Regions from separate parts of the Mus musculus genome. Here region 2 is linked to region 1. The links are chromatin contacts, called in public promoter capture Hi-C maps. All regions are on one chromosome and are shown on one strand. Each heading gives the region's core, a stretch centred on a gene start, on an enhancer-like site or on the middle of the called end of the contact. The rest is flanking DNA. Distances are from core to core; before and after follow the strand shown.

What was found. Promoter capture Hi-C pulls out the DNA fragments that hold promoters and counts their contacts.
Region 2: a contact with region 1 is called in a promoter capture Hi-C map of neural stem cells. The contact joins the promoter of Duox2 here to the promoter of Trim69 in region 1. A contact is called at or near these places in 20 of 39 promoter capture datasets (the 3T3-L1 cell line, 3T3-L1-derived adipocytes, the C10 cell line and 12 more), 3 of 484 Hi-C or Micro-C datasets (embryonic stem cells and pre-megakaryocyte-erythroid progenitors), 8 of 115 datasets of contacts at active chromatin or transcription factors (CD8 T cells, effector CD8 T cells, embryonic stem cells and 1 more) and 3 of 9 other capture datasets (adipose tissue, liver and pancreatic islet).

Annotation. Positions count from the first base shown.
Region 1 is chr2:122,158,284-122,162,273 of GRCm38.p6, reverse strand. Trim69 (tripartite motif-containing 69) reads right to left here and starts at 1,566. Exons shown (of 7, transcript NM_080510.3): 1 at 1,378-1,566. The coding sequence starts at 1,383. The region is part of intron 2 of Patl2 (protein associated with topoisomerase II homolog 2 (yeast)); the gene reads left to right.
Region 2 is chr2:122,295,709-122,299,727 of GRCm38.p6, reverse strand. Duox2 (dual oxidase 2) reads left to right here and starts at 1,501. Exons shown (of 33, transcript NM_001362755.1): 1 at 1,501-1,632; 2 at 1,916-2,005; 3 at 2,188-2,352; 4 at 2,859-3,046; 5 at 3,209-3,410; 6 at 3,567-3,733. The coding sequence starts at 1,563. It overlaps Duoxa2 (dual oxidase maturation factor 2), which reads right to left and starts at 828. Exons shown (of 6, transcript NM_025777.2): 1 at 541-828. The coding sequence starts at 687.

The DNA.
Region 1 (3,990 bases), core at 317-2,816:
AGACTGCTCCATTGTTAAGAGCATTTAAGTCCTTAGAGGACTAGAATTCAGATCCCAGAACTCATAAATCTCTGTAATTCCAGCTCCAATGGATCAAAGTCTTCTGTCCTCCTTGGACACTCTCACACACACCCACACTCTAAAAAACATTTATAGCCTAGTGGTGGTGGCGCACACCTTTAATCCAAGCACTCAGGAGGCAGAGGCAGGCAGATCTCTGTGAGTTCAAGGCCAGCCTGGTCTACAGATGGAATTCCGGGACAGCCAGGGCTACACAGCAAAACCCTGACTTAAAACAAAACAAACAATTACAGAAAAAACCAACGAGGAAAGCTGTTGCATTACATTAACTATGCCACTGTCCTCTGTCTCTTCCTGAGCTCTTATGGCCAGCACATTACTTGGCTGTGGTAGGGGCTTAAGGAATGTGTTGGAAGTAGCTTGTCTGAATCTCTGCTCTTTAAGAATACTCTTGGTCTCCACCCTCTTGAAACCTGAAACCCTCTCCTTTGGCCCCGAGTGCACTACTACCCTGGTTCTTTCCCCATGAGTAATTTCCATCCCCCTTTCTATTCTTAGTATCTTCTCTGGCTTTCTTCTAGCTCTGCTCTCTTTTAACAAGTGAGTAATTTCCTGACTTCGTGTTCAGCCTCACAGAAGTAAATCCTAAATCTGTACCTCTGGGTTCTGACCCACTCGGCATCCGGATCCATGTACTGAGATTCCTTGATGGGTTTCCGTGGAAACCCGGCTTCCTTAAAGTAAATCGATGTTTTCTTTTGTCTGTCAACACTAAAGTTTAGAATACTAACTTCCTTTACTTTAGTTTTAAGGTGTTAATTTAAGACGTTTAACTGGGCTGGTGAGATGGCTCAGCAGGAAAAGATGCTTGCTCCCAAGCCCGACGACCCAAACTCAGTCCCTGAGATCCACATGGTGGAAAGAGTGAACCTAATCCTGCAGATTTTCCTCTGACTTCCACACATGTGCTCTGGTATGCACGCCCACATATCTACACAAAATACACAAATGTGATTTCTAAAAATGTTTAACTGCACCTCTGTTGTAAATATAACATACCAAGACCTATAGTATGAAAAAATGTTATAACTAATAATTCTTCATCTAAAGATAGTAGTTATATTGATAAAGAGGTTAACTTTTGTATAATGTTTGTCTTAATTATCAAAAAGTTATGGTGGACCTCCTTACTTTCTTACCCACATCTCTAATTTCTGTTTATCCAAAGGCCTAGAGTTTAGAAGGTAAAGGCTACATGTTAAATATTTCTTTGATTTCCCTTCTTGATCCACAATCAATACCCTGTTTCCTACCCTGTGTGTAGAAAACCCGCTGAGTGGTTAGAGAATAACTTACCTCCATGAAACTTGGTCATTAGGCCACCAGGGGGCAGAGTCAGGCAACTTGGCTTTGCTCAGTGAGCCCAGGATGGCTGCAGACCAAGAGTTCTGGGCCTGTTAGTATGCTAGGAATGGACTCAGAGCCCATGAGAGGAGGAGGGAGAAGAGAGTTCAGGAGCTGAAGAAGACAGACAAGGCCAAAGCTAGAGATCCAGCAGGTTCCGTGACAGTTTGTCAGTTGCTTTGATGATATTCGCGTCTGAGATAGACAAACTCTGATTGGATTGGAATGACCTGCCAACCCCTTTTATTATTTTATTTGGGATGGGATTCTTTTAAACTTCAGGTGGTAATCTAATTTTTAAATGTTTAATCTTGAGTTATGTGTGAGTATGTTTGTGCTCGAGTGTGTGTCATGTATGGAGGTGCCCACAGAGGCCAGAGAGGTGGATCAAATTCCCTGGAGCTGGAGTTACAAGTAGTTGTGAACTACCTGATGTGAGTACTGGGAGCCAAACTCTGGTCCTCTGTAAGCACCATAAATACTCTTAATGGCTGAGCCATCTCTCCAGCCCTGGTAATGTAATTTTAAGGTTTTCAGATCTCACTTGGGAATGAGGCTGCTCGAGGGAAGAGAGAACAAACAGCAGCATCAGCTGTACCCCTGACTGGAGCGGCTTCTCTTTATCCTAGCTGGACCCGTCACCTCCAGACACAGAGCCTTTCAGGGGTAGCTGTTTGGCTCTCCCTGTCTTCTTGGCATCTCCTGAAGCAGACCTGATCAAGTAGCAGGGTCTGGAGCTGGACCCTAAGGCAGCAGGGAAAGATGCTGTTCACACAGCTTTCTCTAAAAGTCTAAGTAAGCACTTTTAGCTTAGACGCTCGTCCCTAGACCATGCTCAAGTCTGGGAGCCCGCGGGTTTGATGTTTTGCTTACAGTAATTCTAACTCAGTATATTGCCTTGAGTGGTTAGTGTCTGCCTGCTATCCAGCCTTAGCATGGACAACAGCATGCCAGAGTTAGAGACTGCCCACAAATGCCTTGCTTCTCTGGCTTTGCACAGGCTGCCCCTCCTGCCAAGAGAGTTGCTGAGAAGTCAGAGCAGGCTGTGTGCAGCAGCAGCACCTGGCAGATGTTTCTATCACTGCTCTGGGTATACTACATTCTTCCTTTCATTAAACCGATTTGTCTTCAGATCTCTTTCCCAAGAAACCGCAAGCTTCTTGTGAGAAAGAACTGTCTTCTTAGCCCCCAGGCCTTCCATGCTATCACTCTGTAGTAAACACTGGCTTAGTGAGAGAGTTCGAGGGGCCCTGTGAATGATCTGCACACCCTCCTTCTGTCTGCTTGTTTTCTTAGATTTCAGGGTTATTGTCGTTGTTTGTGTTTGTTGTTTGGTTGATTGGTTTGGGTGGGTTTTGTTGTTATTTTGTATTTGTTTTGGATTTTGGTTTTCAAGACAGAGTTTCTCTACATAGCCTACATTCTGGCTGTCCTAGAACTCACTATGTAGACTAAGCTGGCTTCAAACTCACAGAGATTTCACCTACCTCTGCCTCCCAAGTGCTGGGAATAAATGCCCTGCATGCATGTTTTGTTTCTGTGTTTGGTGCTAAGGTTGAGCGGAGTGCCTTGTAGACAAGCTCCCTAATCACCGGCCTGCCCCAGCTTCTCTCCAGTGGACCACTGAACAACAGCTGCTATTCTGGCTTGTTAGGGAAAAGAGAGAGAGAGAGAAGAGAGTGGTTCATTCACAAAAAGCAGTCTCCTGGCAGGATAGGCAGGAGCATGGTAACACCGCACTGCCAGCCTCAGCCTCTCTGTCTTCCCTGGGCAGGGTCGTTGAGACAGGTGGAGCCAGATCTGGGGATCATGGCTTTTACATGCCGCAAAAGAAAGGGATGTAAGCCACAAGAACTGTTCATCTACTGAAAACTAGGAGGGGAGGAAGGCTGTCGCTCTCCAGTGCATTCCCGAGGAATGTCTTCTGTAGTTTGAGGGTTATCATCCATGTGACTCTCAAGTGCCTTCCCATGCAAACTGGACCCTCAGGATAACCAGGTAATGTGTGACTTACTGGACTCTTGTGAGTTAAGTCAACTTCTCCAAGCTGAAGATGCTCACAGATAAAGCCAGACACGTGACTCTCCCAGAGCTCTCTGTTACACATCCCAGGCCGTGCCAAGAGTTAGCATTTTTCTTTAGACGCAGGAACTCTCAGGCTTGTCTGGAATTCATCCCTGGGACTGCCAGAATATAAATGCGTTCTTGTATTTACTATGGTTTTGGCTTCAGTAAGAGATTTGCACCAAAGTTTAAAGCCAGTGTAAAGCCCCCTGCATCTCACAGCTGTTGGTCAGTCCCCAGCTGATTTACATAAGAATTTAGAGCTCAGGCTTTATGCAATATTTGAACTCTGATTCTGGTTTCAGTTTGCTCTCCACCTCCACACTCACTGCACTCCAGCAAGGCCAGCACTACTCAGTGAGATTCCTTGGCTTTGTTTTCGGAGATAGTCTCATTTATGTAATCCAGTTGGGCTCGGCTCACCTTCTTTCCTCTCTCTGTCTCCCAAGTGTTGGAACATCAAGATAAGGCGAGTTTGATTCCCAGGACCCACCCACATGG
Region 2 (4,019 bases), core at 252-2,751, 140 kb before region 1:
ACAAAGATCAACAGGAAAAGGTCTTCTCAGACTTATAACAATGTAGTTCAGGACCTGGAGGCTGGGAGCTTGGAAATTTCTCTTGCTTGCTACACGTTTGAATCTTCTGTGAAACTCTCTTGAGTCTTTAACTCAACACAGTAAGAAAAGCACAGAAGTCCCCATTCTCTTGATCATGGTTCAAAGCACAGGACAGAGGGGCTAAGGCATTCAGAGACCAGAGACGGGGGGGGGGGCTGGCCGCACCCGAAGGCTAGACTTAATTCCAAATATACTGGGCTGATTCCCACTGCTGCTGCAGCTTCCAAAAGAAGCCAGCTGGAGTCTCTTCCCGGGATGTCCTGGACCAAGGAACCTCTTCCTCGGAAGAGTCGCTTACTGCACCAGACTTCTAAATTTGCATCTGCTGATCCTCGGAGAATCTTCCTTAGTCTCTTCTGTCCTGAGTCTCCAAGAAACTCTCTCCATATCGCACTATTACCCCCACGAAATCGGCTTCTTCTAGAATCCCTCTAGGGAGAACTTTGAATACCCCCTTACCGAGTGCCCACGGATTCCAGGCAAGATGAACAGGAAGCTAGCAGCCAAAGACAAGAACACCAGGATAACAATGAGCAGCGGTACGCTGAAGCTGGCGGCATGCCTGGGCTGGGGGTAAAAGGGTAGCACCCCGTCCCACGCAGTCATCCTGCAAGAAGTTCGAGAACTGTTCGCAGGCAGCGAGCTGGGATGAGTGATAAAAAGTCCGAGCCCTGCGGCTCTCCTAAGAAGCGCAGAGGCGTGATCTCCCGAAACTCTTTCCTGGCCCTGCGACTTCACGCAGTGTTCACAAAGAAACGCAGACCCCCTCCTTTTATAGGAGCGTGGGCAGCAAGCAGGGGCGGCGTCCAAACCAGGTAGCAGGGTCCTGTCTGGTTGAGGTCATGCAAACGAAGGGGCGGAGACATGCAAATAACTGAAATCCTGTCCTTAACTCGACCGCAAACCTCTGATTCACACATTCACACCTGCTAGCGGTGGCGCGAGCGACACCTGCTAGGCAGGACGAAGAGCGAAGGGTGAACGGGCATCCAGGAAGGGTGAAGATTCTCGGAGCTGCTCCCAGGAGCGGAGCAGGAAACAAAATCTCCAAGACCACGGAAGACTGTTGAACCGGACCGGATCCCTTACACCAGAGGTTGGGTCTCCTAGCTCCTTTCTCCCCTTTGAACGTAATTCATCCTAGATGAGGATGAGGTTGGCTGCGCGTCCCTAGCTCTCAGTTCATTAGCCTCTCTCCCTTTTCTATCCCCCTCCTGGAGAAGCAGTACTTGGGAAATTGGGCTGAGAGGACTAGGTTTTAGAACAAACCCCATAGACAGTCCCGCTGCGCTCCTGACCAGGGTGTTAATGTGCTTGAGATCAGCATCAGACAGGGTTAGGGTGGCAGACGGTCTTAATGCCAGAAAGCGCGTCGTGAAGATGTGGGACCTGAGTAGTACCTCTCTGCTCCTCTCCCAGTACCAGCCGTGGGAGTGTGCGCTCTTGACACACTACCCCCCACCGCCGGGATCAAGGACAGCATGCTTCCAACAAGTCCCAAGACTCTAGTTCTCCTGGGCGCTCTGCTGACTGGACCCCTGGGCCCAGCAGGTACGTAGTAGGGGCCTCTTGCTGAAGGGGCTAGCCAGTGTCCCACAGGAGTGTGGAAAGAGAAGGGAAGGCAGATGGCGCCTGGAAGCTGGAAGGGTTGAGCCATCTCTTATTGAGCTATTGAGTTGGAAGACTTCTGACCGCCTCGGCTCAGCGGCCAAAGGATTGGAGATGGCGTTCATTGGCAGGAGTTAGCCAGCTGAGGAAGGAGCCTAAAGCCCATCGGGTCATTCAGGGCATTCTGGAAGGTTAATGTTAAGTGGGAGGCTTTCTGCTCCCACAGGTGGCCAGGACGCACCCTCACTGCCCTGGGAAGTGCAGCGCTACGACGGCTGGTTTAATAATCTGAAGTACCACCAGCGCGGTGCGGCTGGTAAGCCCCGGGCTCTGTAGGGAGGGCGTGCAGTTGGAGTGTGGGGAGAGGAGCCGGGGCGGCCTGCGGGATTGCATTCTCACCACATTCTTATCCATTCCTGGGGGTAGGAAATGGGAGGGGGCATGTGGGGCTTCTTGGGGACCCAGAGCGTTGATCCAGATCAACTCTCTGCGCTCCAGGCTCGCGGCTGCGTCGCCTAATACCGGCTAATTATGCTGACGGTGTTTATCAGGCTCTGGAAGAGCCGCTACTGCCCAACCCTCGCCGGCTAAGCGATGCTGTCGCTAAGGGCAAAGCAGGGCTGCCCTCGGTCCACAACCGCACAGTGCTGGGGGTCTTCTTTGGTGAGTATAGGAACAGGAAACCAGGGTGGATCTGGAGCTTGCTGAGTGTCCAGGGAAAGGACCACCGCAACTTGCAGAAAAAAGAACTTTCCAAGAAGTGCTTCTGTTATCATCTTTGAGGGTTTGGGTGTGATGCGGGGATCTTTCTCTTACTTTACTTCAAACCAACACGTACATTGGGTCCCCACTAGAACTCTCAGAAACTTATGCCCTGACCACTGCTGTCCTCAAGACTCTCATGACTGCCACACAGAGGTGAAGGGAGCTTGTTTTCAAATCGTATCCGCCTCCCCCCCTCCCACCCCCGAAACGATATTGGCATGTTCACAAGGGGATGCTACGTTTTGTTTGCATCTTAGAAGATCAAGTCTGGCGGGGGGGGGGGGATAAGCTGAAGAGACAGCGTTGAAGCTTGTGCTCTGGCCTCTGTGTCCTGATAATTCAGAGGCTCTCCTAAGGAGAGCGGGACCTGGTGATTTATCTACCACTTTGCTCTCTTAACCCAGGCTACCACGTGCTCTCAGACCTGGTGAGTGTGGAAACACCAGGCTGCCCCGCAGAGTTCCTCAACATTTACATCCCACGTGGGGACCCGGTGTTCGACCCTGACAAGCGCGGGAACGTGGTGCTGCCCTTTCAAAGGAGCCGCTGGGACCACAACACTGGACAGAGCCCCAGCAACCCCCGGGACCAGGTGAGGCCAGGCAGCCAAAGGCAGGAGGGCAGAGAGGCGGGAAGGGGGTCTGAGGCTGGATCCGCTGGAGGCCTGGGATCTGGCTGGGAAGACCAGACACGGTGAGGCTCTCCCTACCAGCAAGGACCTGCCTGGTCCTCCTGACTCTGCTCATCCCTGCAGAGCAACCAGGTGACCGGCTGGCTAGATGGCAGCGCCATCTATGGCTCCTCTCATTCCTGGAGTGACACTCTGAGGAGCTTCTCTGGAGGACAGCTGGCTTCTGGGCCTGACCCTGCTTTCCCGCGGAACTCCCAGAGCTCTCTGCTCATGTGGATGGCGCCGGACCCCTCCACGGGGCGGGGCGGGCCACAAGGGGTGTATGGTGAGGCTGCGGGGGTCCTGGCAGGAGGTGTAGGGTTAGAGGCACCAGGCTGCTTGGAGGCCCTGTACTGGAGGAGGGGGGGACTGCCTGTGGGTCTGGGCTCCCCTGACTCAAGCTGTTGTCCATCTCCTGTCCTGCTTCCCCACATGGATGCAGCCTTTGGGGCCCAGCGCGGGAACAGGGAGCCCTTTCTGCAGGCTCTGGGCTTGTTGTGGTTTCGCTACCACAACCTGTGTGCCAGGAAGCTGGCGCAGGAGCACCCGCACTGGGGGGATGAGGAACTGTTCCAGCATGCTCGCAAGAGGGTCATTGCCACCTACCAGGTGAGTCGTGCCGCCTGCCTGGAGTCCACCTGTGTGTAGGGTCCAGAGAGACTCTGCACCCCCAACAAAGCTTCCGGGGTCCTGGACAATGCCTCTTCCCTATATACTCTTTTCTAGGAGGGCCCTTCTTCAGGGAGAGGTAATGTGTAGGGAAAACTACTGTACATTTTAGAGAGGAAACCCTTTATTTATGCCAGATAATTTGGGATTTGATCATTATTTAACATATCTCTCTTCTCAATAAATTCTTTGAAGCATCTAGCACTTGATGCTGTTGGGTTTTTTA